Regions from separate parts of the Rattus norvegicus genome. Here region 2 is linked to region 1. The links are chromatin contacts, called in public Hi-C maps. All regions are on one chromosome and are shown on one strand. Each heading gives the region's core, a stretch centred on a gene start, on an enhancer-like site or on the middle of the called end of the contact. The rest is flanking DNA. Distances are from core to core; before and after follow the strand shown.

Evidence for each region. Hi-C and Micro-C count contacts between places; a contact is called where the count stands out from the background.
Region 2: a contact with region 1 is called in a Hi-C map of the A7r5 cell line, with 5 times the contacts expected there. The contact joins two enhancer-like sites. A contact is called at or near these places in 8 of 12 Hi-C or Micro-C datasets (the A7r5 cell line, Schwann cells, hepatocytes and 4 more).

Annotation. Positions count from the first base shown.
Region 1 is chr10:60,741,447-60,744,978 of GRCr8, forward strand. It overlaps Smyd4 (SET and MYND domain containing 4), which reads left to right. Exons shown (of 11, transcript NM_001105810.1): 8 at 1-114; 9 at 901-1,017; 10 at 1,194-1,317; 11 at 2,521-3,247. The coding sequence ends at 2,674. Among named protein-coding and RNA genes, the nearest start is that of Serpinf1, 18 kb to the right of the region's middle. Within about 2 kb of position 1,600, at least 15 of the 93 cell types and tissues checked have an H3K27ac peak or open chromatin away from gene starts, as enhancers often do. A contact at or near this core is called in the A7r5 cell line, where this site is marked.
Region 2 is chr10:60,903,316-60,906,832 of GRCr8, forward strand. Slc43a2 (solute carrier family 43 member 2) reads left to right here. Exons shown (of 14, transcript NM_001105812.1): 7 at 544-677; 8 at 764-966; 9 at 1,272-1,418. Among named protein-coding and RNA genes, the nearest start is that of Pitpna, 24 kb to the right of the region's middle. Within about 2 kb of position 1,681, at least 27 of the 93 cell types and tissues checked have an H3K27ac peak or open chromatin away from gene starts, as enhancers often do. A contact at or near this core is called in the A7r5 cell line, where this site is marked.

The DNA of each region.
Region 1 (3,532 bases), core at 350-2,849:
GTAGCAACGAATCTTGCACAAACTCTGTCAGCAGGGACCGACTGGTCTCCCGCCTGCAGGACCTTCAGCAACAGGTTCACACAGCCCAGAAGCTTCTCAGGAGTGATAGACCAGGTGAGACTGGCTCCCTCGCCCTAAGCCTCAGCCCTTCCCTTGTTTATTCTGGTATCACCTTGCCTTACTGAGCAGTCCTCAATAAATGATTGAGGACTTGAATTTAATTATCCCAGCACCTGCCACAAGATGGCTGTGTAGGCCAGTGAGAACAGACTTTGACCAGCAGTTACTCTGGTGCTCCAGATAGTTCTGGCAGCTTAAGCACCAGAAAGGCTGTCTGATCTCCATGGGCTTTGTCCTATGTCATCATCGTAACCCCAGCTTAACAACCTAAGCTCCTGAAAGTTGCTCTGCCCTCAGCAGCAGTGAGTCCTGAGTCCTGCTCGCAGCTGGTGGTGTGGCTCAGGAGTAGAGCTTGGTAGCTAGCCTGATCTGAGAGAGGGAGGGAAGGACTCCTCTCTTTTCAGAAAGGGATTTGCAGAACTTGATTTTAGAGCCTGACATGGTAGGAATCTATTTTGACTATTTTAGCCTTGATTCTTAAGTAGACCTTTAGCCTAAAGTCAAGAAAACCAATGATTACAGGAGAAATGTACAGGTGTTTGTACTGGAAAATGGATATTAGGAGCCCAGGGTAAATTTGGGGAGGCCTCATCTAATACCTTTTTCTACTGAAACAGAAAACATAAGCAACCAACAGCTTCCCTGAAATGTGGGTTATTGACTCAGTGAGATAAAGGGGCATTTCCACTTTGACCAGCCTATAAAGACCTTGCGGCCTGTTCTCTCATGTCCAGGACTAGGTCTATATCTGTTGTGAGACATTTTCCTTTGAATACATAGAGCAAGCCATTCAGCAGTTGTTGGAGTGCCAGAGGGCTGCTGAGAACTTCTTGTCAGCAGAGCACACCGTGCTGGGAGAAATTGAAGACGGCCTGGCCCAGGCCTATGCTACCTTAGGTATGGCCACAGTTCTCCCTCCGTGCCGTGTGCTCAGTACGACCCTTGCCTCATCTGTTTGTTTCTCTCTTGCCGTCTAAATCTGCACTCTTCTCCTCCCATTCTGTTTTCCTCACCCTCAGAGCCTTGGACTAATGGTGTTTCTTTTCTGAAATGAGACATTTTTCTTCTCACAGGCGACTGGCGACAGTCTGCTGCCCATGTACAGAAGAGTCTCCAGGTGGTTGAGGCTCGCCATGGGCCATCCAGTGTTGAAATTGGCCATGAGCTCTTCAAACTGGCCCAAGTCTTGTTCAATGGGTAGGTCTTTCCTTCTCTTCGTGTCTGGCCAGGGTACACAGTGCTTTGTGTTTTACTAGGCGCTTCTGTGTGTGGCTTTTTGCTACAGTGCTTTAAAGCACTTTGAAACTTCTATTTCCTTCTTAGGACAGATCTTTGCCCTCTGTTTCACTGATGGACTTTAAGCTTTGAATTTCCTCCTGAGAGATGTGGAGAAAGCCGTTAGGTCTGCGTTGAGCCTCCCAGGGAGGACTTCCAGGCAACCTCTCCCGACTCTAGCATTCCTCCCTGCTTAATCACAAGGGAGCTTGGTTGGCTCAGCCCCAGCTCTCTTAACTCCAGGGCTCTGCCTTTCCCCTGGTTTGCCTCCTATTCCTTTTAAAGCAGTTGTTTTCAACCAGAAGGGTTTTGCTTTCAAATGGCATTTGGCAATGTCTGGAGACGGCTTTGACTGTGATGGCTCGAGGGGAGGGTACTGCCAGCATCTAGTGGGTAAAGGCTAGACCTACAGTGCACAGGACAGCCTCACAGTGGAGAGGTCCTAGTTAGTTATGTGAAGGCTGAAAATCCCTGCCAGAGACTGAAATAAGAAGCTGAGGGAACTACTCAGTTGGTGGCATGCATAAGGCCCTAGTTCTGTCCCTAGCTCTGCACAAAAAGTAGAATACAAGGAAGAGTAGTGCCGATGAGCTGGTTCCTCACCCAGTGTGCCACGGAGGTCACTCGATGTGAAGTATATCCCCAATCCAGTATTGTGTGACTACCATACCTCCAACCTTGATAAAATCTCATGGTAAGAGAAAGGGTTTGAAGCATATTACCTGATACCCAGACATTGAAACAGCATGTTTGGTCAGAGAGAAAGAAGGACCTGAGAGCCGAGGTCAAGGTTAGAGAGAGGGAGTCAGTCAGGTTAGACACGGGCACTCCAAAATGAACACCTCTATATAAAGCTTTTAAAAAAGGTTTTGAATTTGCCCATTTTTCTCAGGATCCTGGAGTCTATTACACACATACACAGTTTTCTCAAGTATGCTTTGCAGTATGTTCGTGAAAGTTTCTTATCTCTACTTTCAGATGGTGAGACCCTAGAGGGCCAAGGAACTCAGACCCTTCATGCCCTCCATAAGCCCCTGGAGGATGCAGTGAACCTCTGTACAGAAAGGAGTCAGCTTTTGTTTAGACTGAGGGAGTGAACTGACAGGCTTCCCTTTCTTGCTTCAGGTTGGCAGTGCCTGAAGCTCTGGATGCCATATGGAAGGCAGAAAAGATCCTGTTGGTGCACTGTGGCCCTGAGAGTGATGAGGTCCAGGAGCTCCGGGAGATGAGGTCCTGCTTACTGGACTCGTCCTTCACCCCTGTGCGGCCCTTAGTGTAGAGTGTGCATTCTCACCCTCCAGAAAGGAGCTCTATGGTGAGTTAGAGATTCTGTTGGCTTGGAGCTCTCAGCAGAAAGGACGGGACCTACCCAACTGACCCTAGCCTAGTGTCTAGCATAGGGAGCACTGGCAAACAGATTGAGACACTCACCTGGGTTGCTGGCTGCTGCTTGCAGGAGTTAACTGCCCTCTGACGGAAGCCCCATTCCCAGAAAAGACTAAATCCAGCATCTGTAGAGGCGGATGCTTTAAAGGGTTGTCGCCATGTGCAGGCAGCTGATGCTAGCCTGGGGTTTTCATCTCACTATGCTGGATCTGTGTCCCTAGAACATTCCTGTGGTGTCTAGTAGTAATGAAGTGCTGTGTTCCACTCCAGTGGGAACTTCAACTCTTAGTCTTGTGTTGTAACTGAAAAATAATATATAGCAAGAAATCAGTATGACTTCTTTACTCAAGAGACACACAATTCCACTTACAATATCCTGCTTCCTTAAATTCTTCATTAAGAAGAGGCTAGTGGTGATGTGTAATTTGTGAATGGAAAAATAAATATGGATCTGCCTTACTATTGGGTAGTTTCTTGGGATGGCAACTCTGTATTTGTTTCCTACCAGTGTCCTAGTTCTTACTCTGTGGCTTTCATGAGTCTTCCTGGCACTCGCTGTCCAAGCACTGATGCAAGTCAGTCTTGGAGGCCTGACTTCATGACATGAAGGCTTCCTTGTTAGCACACCTAAAGCAGACTGCTCGGCTTGCTTTATTTGCACACAGAATCTCACTCTGTAAGCTGGTCTAGCCTCAAACATATCCTCCTGCCTCAGCCTTCCAAGTACTAGGTTTACAGGCAAAGTCTACCT
Region 2 (3,517 bases), core at 431-2,930, 160 kb after region 1:
AGAACTAGACAGTCAAGCAGAGTAGCCAGGCTGCCTGTGAGCCCAACACTCTGTATGTAGAGGCAGGAGGATCAAGAGTTTGAGGCTGACCAGAGTTATACAGAATTTGTCTTAAAACAGAGAGAAACCTTCAGAAGAAGCAGAAAAACCTTAGCCAGTGCTGATTACTGTGACCCAGAGAGACAGACATGACAGCGATAACTCAGTCACCTCTTTTTTTTTTTTTTTTTTTCCTTTTCTTTTCTTTTTTCGGAGCTGGGGACTGAACCCAGGGCCTTGCGCTTGCTAGGCAAGCGCTCTACCACTGAGCTAAATCCCCAACCCCACTCGGTCACCTCTTAAGATGGTGACATTTGGTTCAGATTGGATTCTAGGTTCAGACAGGTTGAGATTATCAGGACATGGGGGTTCTAATAGCCAAACAGCTCAGCTCACAGGATTGTGCCTTTTTATTCAGCCCAGCGTTGTGAGTGCTTCCCAACTGTCCCCTGCCCAGTGCTCATTCTGCCTTCTCACTGATAACACTGCTCCCTCTCCTGACAGCTCATCTATGACGCTGGGGCCTCCTTCATCGTCATCCTAGTGGTCTGGGCTGGCTGCTCTGGCCTGGTTTTCCTCAACTGTTTCTTCAACTGGCCACTAGAGCCCTTCCCAGGACCAGAGGACATGGACTACTCGTAAGTTAGGCATGTTCTCTGCCCTACCCTCACACCAGCCAGAGTCCCAGGCAGCAACCAACAAACACCCTCCCTGTGGCTGCTAGGGTGAAGATCAAGTTCAGCTGGCTAGGCTTTGACCACAAGATCACAGGGAAGCAGTTCTACAAGCAGGTGACCACAGTGGGGCGCCGGCTGAGCGTGGGCAGCTCCATGAGGACTGCCAAGGAGCAAGCTGCCCTGCAGGAGGGCCACAAGCTGTGTCTATCCACCGTGGACCTGGAGGTTAAGTGCCAGCCGGATGCTGCAGGTACCCAGAGCACAACTCTCCCCTTCCAGGTTGGCCCAAGAGGTCTGGGGGCAGGGGGAGGGTTATCCACACTTACACTGCAGGTGCAGCCCACAGCCCCCTTGATCCGGAATCACTGGCTGAGGCTCTGTATCCTCTGGGTATCCTCTCACCGCATGCCTAGTCTGTCTTAAAGGGGGACAGACACATACACAGAGCTTAGGGAGTCTGCTGATGAGCGTCAAGACCATAGACCTCAGCAGGGCTCTTTGCTGTCCCTCACCTCCAGCAGAGTCCACACATTGAGGCTTCTTCCCTCTCCACAGCAGCCCCCTCGTTCATGCACAGTGTGTTCAGCCCCATCCTGCTGCTCAGCCTGGTCACGATGTGTGTCACACAGCTACGACTCATCTTCTACATGGGGGCCATGAACAGCATCCTTGAGTTCCTGGTCAGCGGGGACCAGAAGACAGGTAAGTGTGCCCTGGGCCGCCTTTGATGCATCCCTCCAGGGTAGGGCAATGCTGTTACTCTCACCAGCCCAACAAATCCCTCCATCCCCTCCAGCTGACGTACTGTGTGACCCAGATCAGCAGGCCTGCTAACTTGTCGGGGCTGAGCTGTTCCCTCATGTCCACATCAGGGGTTTCCCGGCTAAGAAGGGAGAGGACTGAAATAGCACTGTGTCTAGGGCATGCGATGAATGTTTCCAGTGCCACTGGGGAGGGCGGAGGGCTTCGACAGTGCTGAAAACACTACTCAGAGCAGAAGACCAGCCCCACCCAGTCACACAGTCACATCCCTGATCCGAAGGGACTGGCTTGGCATTTGGACATCCTGGGGGCTGAGGGAGGACCTTTGTCCCAACTGAGGACTCAGGGTCCAGTGAGGGCCCACTCTGATCGATGTCCCTCCCTGGGAACTAGGGAAAACAAGCTTCTCAGGAACGAAGTACTCTGGTTGAGGCTTGTTCACTCTGGGAAACAGAACTGATAACCCACAGGAAAACAGCAGCAGGTCTCGAGCTGACAAGGGGCTTTGCTTCGCAGAGAAAGTCAGTACTTCCCCAGGGCCTGGCTGACTCAGCTTTAGTCATCCTGAGCAGGCAGGACAAACACACAGGCAAATCCTCTCTGTCGGCAGTCTCACCAGCCTGCCGCTTTCTTTTGTTGGCTAACTTGTTTTTACCAAGGGAAAGATAACGCAGTCCTTGCAAGGAGTCAACATACCAGTGTTCCGCAGAGACAGGAAGGCCTGCTTTCACAGAGGGAAACACTCCAGGCACCTCATGGCTTCTCGGTGGAGGGGAAAAGTGGAAAGAAGCCTAATGTAATAAGCAAGAAAATCATGGGGCACAGTGATGGCCTCGTGGTCCTTATGGGAGAAAATGGCCTTAAACTTTGCTTAATCCAGTGATAATTTCTTGACTTTTTTATTTGTTTGTTTCGAGACTGTGTTTCTCTATGTAGCCCTGGCTGGTTTAGAACTCACTCTGTAGACCAGGCTGGCCTCCAATGGCACTCTCGATGAAGTGATGGCAACTGGTAAGCCAGGGCAGAGATTCCCCTGCCTCTGCTTCTCAGGAGCTGATGGGATCAAAGGTGTGCGCACCACTGTCTGGCAATAATTTCCTGACATTATACCCTTGGAACTTTTTTTTTTTAAAGAGTCTTGAGCAAAAATGTGGCTCACGTGGTAGAATGCTTTCTTAGGGTTCATGACACCTGCACCACTTAAATCGGCGGGCACAGTGATGACTGCCTGTGATCCCAGCACTCCAGAGGTGGAGTAGAAAGATGTTCAAAGTCGTCAGAGATTGCAGAGCACATTGGAGGCCCGCACGGGTTAGGGAGAGCGTATCTGGATGAGTCTTGCTTGCTGCTTTGCTTAGCCTCTCAGGTACCTTCCTGCTTCAGTCTCCTGTAGCTATGACTATAAGTGTGGGTCACCCTACGTAGTAGAACATTTTTGGGGTTTTTTTCTTTTTGTTTTGTTTGGTTGTTGTTGTTGTTGTTGTTGAGATGTGATAGGCTAGGTTGGCGTGGAACTCGCTTAGTAGACCGGTTGGCTTCAGATAGTAGTAGGTAATCCTCCTGTCTCAGCCAGGGACTGGAATTACCATCGTACTCAGCTTAATCTTCTGGTATTTCACTTAAATAAAAATCTTTTGTTGGTACCAGCTCAGCAGGCAGAGATGCTTGCTGCTCATGAGGAAGTCAGAGCACAGTGGTCAGGAGTTGGTTCTCTTCTTCCCCTGTGGATTTAATTCCAGCACTCAGGCAGAAGCAGGTAATCTCTGTGGGTTCAAGGCCAGCCTGGTCTACAGAGAGAGTTCTATCTAGGACAGCCATGGCTACACAAAAAAGACAAAACAGGAAAAAAAAAATGGCAATTCTGATACACCCCCACAATCTCAGGTGCTAGGCAGAGTAAGGCAGGAAGATTATGATTTCCAGTCCAGTTTGGCTACACAATAAAACCTTATCTAAAAAACAAACAAACAAAAAACCTGTCAGCTTCAAGAAGTAGAGGGGCTCAGGAGAAGTCTGGATTCTAGTAGACAGGCGCTATG